Linked DNA regions of Zea mays: region 2 is linked to region 1. Evidence: chromatin contacts called from public Hi-C data. All regions are on one chromosome and are shown on one strand. Each heading gives the region's core, a stretch centred on a gene start, on an enhancer-like site or on the middle of the called end of the contact. The rest is flanking DNA. Distances are from core to core; before and after follow the strand shown.

Region 1 (4,135 bases), core at 1,053-3,552:
CTTTATCAAGTACTTAGGCCCATTTGGTTTGGAGTGACTAAAGTTTAGTGGCTAAACTTTAATCACTTTTAGTCTCTAAAGAAGCAAACAGGGAGACTAAAGTGGGGTAACTAAATTTTAGTTCTTTAGTCATTAAGGGATTGACCAAAAGGGACTAAAATAGGATTTTTATCTCACTTGTCCACTTCTCTTTCTCCGTATAGTAGGCATGTACTAATTAATAGGGTAATGCAGTCATTATTTGCATTATTTAATGTTTTTTAGTTTGATTTAGTCACTAGAACCAAACATAATACTTAAAGTTTAGTCAAGTGACTAAAGAAACTAAACAAGGTCTTAATTTAGTCACACTTAAATATAAAGTAGTTTCCTAAATTATAATTTAAGATTTAATTCATTTTTATAATATTAAAATTACGAATATTGAATGGTATATTTTGCTACCAAACTAATTGTATGTCTTAATTTAGTCACACTTAAATATAAAGTAGTTTCCTAAATTATAATTTAAGATTTAATTCATTTTTATAATATTAAAATTACGAATATTGAATGGTATATTTTGCTACCAAACTAATTGTATGTTTGCATTACGTTGTTACAATAGTTATTTAGATTGGTAAAAATTATAAAATTTAAAGTGTACTCTATTTAAATCATGAGATATTTTGATTTTTAGATATTATGTTTTTATCATGTATCTATATATATAGTGTATAATATTGAAAAACAAAACATCATAATAACTTAGAATGCAACAAGTCTCGCTAACGAGCATCTCAAAGAGCTCCTGATTAATACTTCCAAAACAATAGTCTAGGGGCAATGGTGAAAAAATCAGTCCAACAACTTCTATTAGATGATCCTAATTTATTCGGTGCCCTAAACCAGAACATCGTGGTACAAATTTAGGGTCGAGCCTATGATTTTTTTTGTTTCCCACGCCTAGAAGCATTGCCACCATTCTTAGAGCAACTCTAATAGTTATATAAATTTTAGCTCTCTAAATTACAGATTTAAGAAGTTGCTAAATAACTTTGGGAGTAAAAAAATGTGAGTTCTCTAAATATAGGTTGTAGTTTTGTTTTGTATCTATCCACATAAAAAAATAAAGTCACAAATGTCATCAATTACCTTCATTATCTACATAATGCAGTAAACATTTTTGTTTAGAGAGTTGCTAAATGGTTGCCAAATGCACGGCCGGCCCTGAGGGGGTGCACCGGGCCCCCAAAAACAGAGGGCCCCTCTGGCCACCAGATGTTAGCATTTTTTTTCCGCTAAGCATATCTAACCTAGACATAAATACGCAAGAGCGATGCATTATCGATCAGTTTCGTTTAGATTGTTAAACTAATGTCTTAATTACTTATCTAATATTCACTTCGTTCCAAAATAGTATTTGTTTTAACTCTTGATTTTTATGTCTATATTCAACTAGATGATGAGGAATCAACTATAGAAGCAAAATAAATTCTATTTTGATACAAAGAGAGTATTATTTACTATACACATGATGGTTGCATCGACGGAGATAAGATTTTTAAACTTGAAATATTTTTTGAACTATTTAAGAGGTCAACAATGACTTAAGAGAGGTTAAATGGTTTGGTGATTATATGTATCTAAAAGAAGTTGTTGGATGAGATTGATCTTAATGGTATAAGCGATGATTTGTATCACAAAACGTTAGAAGATATTTTTAATGACATCGGATAACAAATATGTGTTTTGCTATATTTTATATTTGTAATCTTATAAACTTGAAAATAGTGCATTATAATTTGTATACGTTAAATATTATATATATTGTGTGTGGATGAGGCCTCCATTTCGGATTTCGCACAGGGCCCCTGAAAAGTCAGGAACGGCCCTGGCCAAATGTAGAGAGGAAATAAGGTTAGATGAGAAGTTAAATTTAGAAAGTTCATTTAGAGAACTGTTGGAAATGAGTTTTTGTGTTAGCTACTTAAATTGTTGATTTAGGAAGTCTATTAGAGAACTACTGGAGTTGCTCTTAAAGCTGTATTGGGATATTTTTAAGGAGCTGTTGGAGTTATATATGTTTTTTTTTTACTTTTAAACTTTTAGGATGAAACTAATATAGAGATATTGAAAGTAGAATTATTAGGAGATGTCCGAGATGCTCTAATCGTTTAAAGTCTGGGATCACGGCGGGTTAAAGAAAATATTAGTTTATTTTCTCTACGATCCCCTCTCACTTCAATCCCAACGTGATCCTAATAAGTGTTGAGAACTGTTTGATGATAAGGGAAAGCCCTTTTGAAGTGGGTTGTTCAGCTCAAAGACTTCAGCCAACAGGTCACCGCTTCAGAGATCGGAATCAGAACACCTGCCGCTCTTCAGTTTGTTGACGCAACTCCTCTCCTATCTTCTATCTCCCTCGCTCCCTCCTCGGCGTCGCGTTGGCACCGAGCCCTCCCGCCATGGCAAGGCCGCTGCAGGAAGCGATCGATACCTTCATCAGCATCACGGGGGCGGACGAGGCCGTCGCCGTACGCAAGCTCGAGGTACCGCTTAAAGGCCTTTCTTTTTTCCTTTTCACTTTTTCCTGTTCAATTCAGAATCAGGAATCTAGCGAAATTGGTTAGGCTTTGGATTTGGTCACGTTGGGGCGAGCGTTAGGGCTTGGTGTTTAATCGTGCTTTCAGGTTTGTAGCGGATGGGGTTGGGGTTTTGGTGTGATGCGACGAGATGTCATCGGGATGAGGTGCGACGGATTTGCGTGCCGGGCTTATTAGCAAGTGTTGGATCGTGGAGTCACAAGCAAGTGTTGGAATTCGTGTACTGTTACGGAGTGGATTTTGTTGCCGAATCTCGTCGCTTTTCTTGTCCCCTTTCTGTTTTTTTCTCTTTATATATAATTGTTATTCATCAAAAGAAAAGGTCCAATTTCTGCCTCAGTCGAGTGAAAAAAGGCCCGTGTTGGTCACAGGGCATCCAGTTTGATTGACATTGTTTGCATGATCTGGTCCAGTTTGCTGTTCCTGTTCGAAATGATTTACTTGGCTTTGCATCATTCTGTTTAGTAGCATTTTCAGAAATATCTCATGCTCATTACGTTTATGGGTGTTCATAGTTACAATTCCACGATAAGCCTGTCAGAGTGTTGACTACACTTGATATCATACTTTCATTCAATGTGCTCGAACCAATCCTAAGGCCTTGTTCGTTTGTGCTGGATTGGTGGGTCGGAACAATTCCTAACCGGATTGCTTCTCTAATTTATATAAACTTTGATTAGCTGGAACAATTCCGGGTGCAATCCGACGTAAACGAACAAGGCCTAAGTTGGAACTCACAAAACAATTTTGTTACCTTGTTATTCCTATCGTTTTCTTTTTCAGGGGTCTGTTACTGTAACTCTTATCTTTAGATACCACCAATGAAGTGGCGTGTACCATCTGCAGACATTTCTTGTACTTGTTTACATGCGAGTATTCATAGTTACATTTCCAACGAGCCTGTTGAGTGTTGGCTACGCTTATTACCGTACTATCATCTAACGTGCTCGATCCGATCTTGAGGGAGATCTCATAACAGTTCGTTAACTTCATATTACTATGATTTTCTCTTCCAGAAGTCTAGCAAAGCCTATTTGCATCTGTTTCCAGCTTTCCATCTACCTATCATCTAGTCATAGTGGCTAACTGACTAATGTAATCCAGGAACATGGTGGTGACCTTAATCGAGCAATAAATTCGCATTTCAATGATGGAGACAGCATATTGTAAGTGTTTCAGCTTTCCTAACCATGTTTTCTATGGATATTGAAGTTCACTCCTGGTACCAATACTGTCGATTAATAACATGTTTTGTTGTTTACAGGAATGGGATCAGTCAAAACACCATGCCCACTAGTCATGATGATATGATGGACCTGGATGGACCCCTTGATAATACATTTCAAAGATCTTTGTTCCCAGAGAATTTTCGTGACCCTTTTGCTCTAATGGATCCAAATTTTCAGCACCAATTTTTTGACAGGGTTGGCTCCACTGATGGTGTCACTCGTGGACCGCTAGTTTCACACCCTAGAGAGGTGAGGGAGATTCCTATAGAAGTTAAGGATAGTGATCCTCAAACAAGTCCATCTGGCCAGGCCCCTGTTATT
Region 2 (4,135 bases), core at 451-2,950, 940 kb before region 1:
ATCCACAACTTCTCAATAGATAAACCTCGGTACTCAGGGAGGCAGATCAAATTCCTTGTGCTACTGCAGTAATGTCTGAACGAGCGTCCTGCGCTTGGGGACTAGGACGAGCGGAATCCGCCGCGGCGTCGTCAGCCCCGGCGCCTCGCCCATGTCGAGGTCCTCCAGGCGCATGCCGGCGGGGAGCTCCCATTCGAAGTGGTGCAGGAGGCTGACGAGCGCGAGCTCCAAGACTGGCAGCGCGAAGTTGATGCCGGGGCAGATCCTCCGGCCGGCGCCGAACGGGATGAACTGGTAGTCGGTCCCTCTGAAGTCCACCGAGGGACTGCCGCCCACGAACCGCTCTGGGCGGAACTCGTCCGGTGCGTCCCACACAGCAGGGTCCCGCCCGATGGCCCACACGTTGACGAAGAGCGCCGTCTTGGCCGGAATCTCGTAGCCCTGCACAACCGCGGGCGTTGTTGATTCGTGCGGGACGAGGAGCGGCGCTGGTGGGTGGAGCCGAAGCACCTCTTTGAACACTGCCCTCAGGTACTCCATTTTGTTCAGGTCCGGTTCAGCGATGGTCGTCTGATCGGCGCTGACGACTCGCGCTATCTCGCCTTGGAGCTTGCTCATCACCCGCGGGTTGGCAATGAGTTCGGCCATGGTCCATTCCAGCGTTTGGGATGATGTTTCAGTTGCAGCAGCTATCATGTCCTGCAGACTCAAGAATCGAGTACGGATGAGATGAACAATATTGGATTATCGGCAGTAAACATTTCTTGATGAGATACTGGAAGAGCGTTTCTGCGAAGATAACCTCGATGGTAGCTTTGATGCGATCGTCTGTGAGCTCGAGCCCATCTGCGCCTTCTTCCCGCAGCCGGAGCAAGACATCCAAGAAGTCCTCAGCCTCCTCCCCTGCGTCGCCACACCCCTTTTCCTTGTGTGCGGCCACTATATCGGACAGGAACTTGTCCCACGCCTCGGCCATGTCTTCGATCTTCTTATCGAGGCCCGTCGCCCATCTCACAAACCTCGCCGGTGCGTCCGGCAGCACGTCTTCGGGTTGGAAGCCCGCCATCAGCGCTGCGGAGTTCCCCATCAGCTGTTTCAGCTTCTCTGCTGTTGCCCCAGCGGCACCGGTGGCCGCGCGGGTGACCACCGCGTTGGTGTAGCCGTACAGGAGCTCCCTCATCTCCACGGCCTCCCCAGCCTCCGCGGTGCGGCGTGTCCGTGCGACGAGCGCGGCTACCTCGGCAACCCGTACGGGCGCGAAAGATTCCACGCGCCGCGGAGAGAGGAGGTGGACCACCGCGATCTTCTTGCCCCGGCGCCAGTTCTCGCCGTAAGGCGCGAACGACACGTTGCTGCACCCATACATCAGCTTATCCCCTCCCACGCTGCGTGGGCGGGAGGCGAAGGCGAGGTCGTGGTTCTTGAACAGATCCGCGGCCACGGCCGCAGTGGACACGACCAAGGTCGGCCTACGCCCGAGTTGCAGGAAGAGGAGACCGCCGCCGCCGCCATAGCGAAGCTGCAGCTCTAGCAAGGATCGGTGCGCGAGGCGGCCGATGAGGTGAAGGTGGCCGATCAGTGGTAGCGACGGCGGAGACGGCGGGAGCTTGCTGCTCCTGCGGTTGTTGATAACGTAGAGGAAGACAATAAGCGCGCCGGCGGCGAGCAGGTAAAGAGGCATTGTTTGTTTTCTGCTCTCGTGAGTGGTGACCAGTCTATTGCTGCGGGGAAAAGACTGGATTTTGTTCGGCTTTGGGCTAGAGATGAAAAACGGTCAGTAAATAAAAAAACTATTTATGTTTATATATTTTTATTGAAAATAAAACAAAAACAGTAACTCTAGAGACAAAAAATGGTATCAGTATTTTGAAAATATCGAAAAGGGAGGTTTGGTACGGAAAATATAACTATAACAATCGAAATCTAAAATTCAATCGATATTTATCAACATAAAGTTATCTCAATATAACAAAGTTGACAAAGATCATAAGTTCAGTATTCACAATATAACAAATTCATAATTCATACTATTTTTTCAAGTTCACAATATTACAAATTAATGAATATCATAAGTTCATAGACTTGAAGTTCAAAAGTTAGCAAGTTCATAATATAACAAGCTCCCAATTCACCATAGTAGGATCAATGCGAGTACGAAATGGATAAAGTACGATTATATTTTTAAAATTTATAGGTTATATATCTTTACAATATAAAATCTATTGTACAACACAAGTGCACCTACGTCTTTTACCCAAGCAGAGTAGCAGACCATGGCTCGAATCCCTTCCACCTCTTATTTTAACGATTTTTACAAACACGGCAGGCGATCCACCCTATTGGGCTTCATGGGCCTATTTTGTTTTCGGTAAATTCAAAGAATTTTTTATGGTAAATTTTGATGATGAAAAGAGCGCCACATGTTCTCTAACTTGAACTCAATTTTATTAAGCTTGTTGTGGAAGCTCTTCATGACGAGAGAGGATGAGGATCCTAAGTCCCTGGTGGTAATTGAGGCAAGTGCCAATGTCAGTCTTGGAGGTGAAAACCCGTAAAGTGTTCTTCTCTCATATGAAGCCCTAGACTCCTCTCGTATGTAGTTAGGATTTTGTCTCTTTTGGTTGTTGCGCCATCATCGTAGTCTCTCCATCTATTGCATCTGGAGAGGAGGGAGACGATTGCTCCTAACTTCCACAATGGTCGTCTTCCATCAAAGTCAAGCAGTGCTATGTCTCGGCGCATTCATCATCATCTACTTTGAGCTCTTCCTCAGTCACTTATTAATGACTTTGTACCATTAGCAGCAACAACATCTTCACCACCAAGGTATATAATATAGTCACGAAAGCTTAAAGGACAGTACAGATCTAAGCTCTCATTTAACGTTGTCAATATTTTTTATTAAGATATCAAGAAGCATGAAAGTTTTCCCTATCCTCCTTGGAACGCATCACAAGGATGCCTATGCAAGAGCCTAACTCTCATTCGGTGAACTCTATGGATGGTCTCAAGCTTTTCCCATGTGCAAGTTGGTCTCTAGAACAGCCTTTTCCAAACCACTCCCTAGCGTATTCACAATCAAGTTTTGGCCGAAACTGCATGAGACTAGTTCCCTCTAGTACAATATAGCAGCCACACCACAAATGCAATTGGCATGATATCACAAGAGTACAAGCCACTCCGAGCACAACCATAGTGCGTGCAAGCACCAAGTGGCAAGTGGTTTACAAACAACAATAAAAATTGCGCCTAAACCTAGAGCGAGCAGTATAAGCGGTGGTTTAACTAACTTAAGCACTTTACAAAGCATTCACACTAATTTTCTTGAGCACTTGGGTGTCCAAAGCTACTATAAATGAGCCTCAACTCACTATATATGTTCCTCGTCTCCCACACCACTCAAATAGCCTGTTGGGTTCCTATTTATAGCCCCCATGGAGATATATATGATGTGTTTGGTTCTACTTTATAAAAAATATTTGCTACTAAAATTCTTAAATCTCAACTAAATAGGTACAACAACAGAATATGTTCCTAAAAATCTACATATTCCTCTAGTTGAATTCAGCATCACCTCCTACCCTAGATTTTTTAGATTCCTATCAACCATGTTACTAAACTATCATGCTCTTATAGGATCCATATTTGATAGTTGTTTCAACCAAGCATATTTTAGCTTTCGCGCAACCATCAACTCGCAACAACTTTCTCACAGCTCACAACTATAATCATATTTTTTAGGAATATACAGTTGAACCAAATAGACCCATAGTCGTTACACCCTCAACAACCTTCTCTATGCACCATTTGATTGTCTAACATTTGGTCATTAGCCAATGCATCAGAGTCTGATGACTCTTAACAACTAATGTGTTAGCACTAGTCATTGCTAATCGATGGGTCATTCATTTATAGTGCATAGTCTAATTGTAATACCCAATTTGTAAATATTGAGAAAAGAGTTGATCTCCTTATACATTTTGTCTCTATTTATTATAACATGTGAATAGCTATATTTAAGAGTGAATAATTAGACAAATGACACCTAAATAATTTATGCATCATGCTGGAGTTTATGTGTTTGTGCATCTATAGATAATAATAATAATAGTAATAAAAATACAATAATGTCTAA

Evidence for each region. A called contact is a pair of places that touch in the nucleus more often than the background predicts.
Region 2: a contact with region 1 is called in a Hi-C map of leaf, with 10 times the contacts expected there. The contact joins the promoter of LOC100382204 here to the promoter of LOC100273938 in region 1. A contact is called at or near these places in 2 of 25 Hi-C or Micro-C datasets (both in leaf).

Annotation. Positions count from the first base shown.
Region 1 is chr2:200,909,437-200,913,571 of Zm-B73-REFERENCE-NAM-5.0, reverse strand. It overlaps LOC100273938 (Plant UBX domain-containing protein 8), which reads left to right and starts at 2,302. Exons shown (of 10, transcript NM_001360499.1): 1 at 2,302-2,531; 2 at 3,690-3,751; 3 at 3,850-4,135. The coding sequence starts at 2,448.
Region 2 is chr2:201,847,602-201,851,736 of Zm-B73-REFERENCE-NAM-5.0, reverse strand. LOC100382204 (putative cytochrome P450 superfamily protein) reads right to left here and starts at 1,700. Exons shown (of 2, transcript NM_001174963.1): 1 at 803-1,700; 2 at 1-699. The coding sequence starts at 1,681. The coding sequence ends at 61.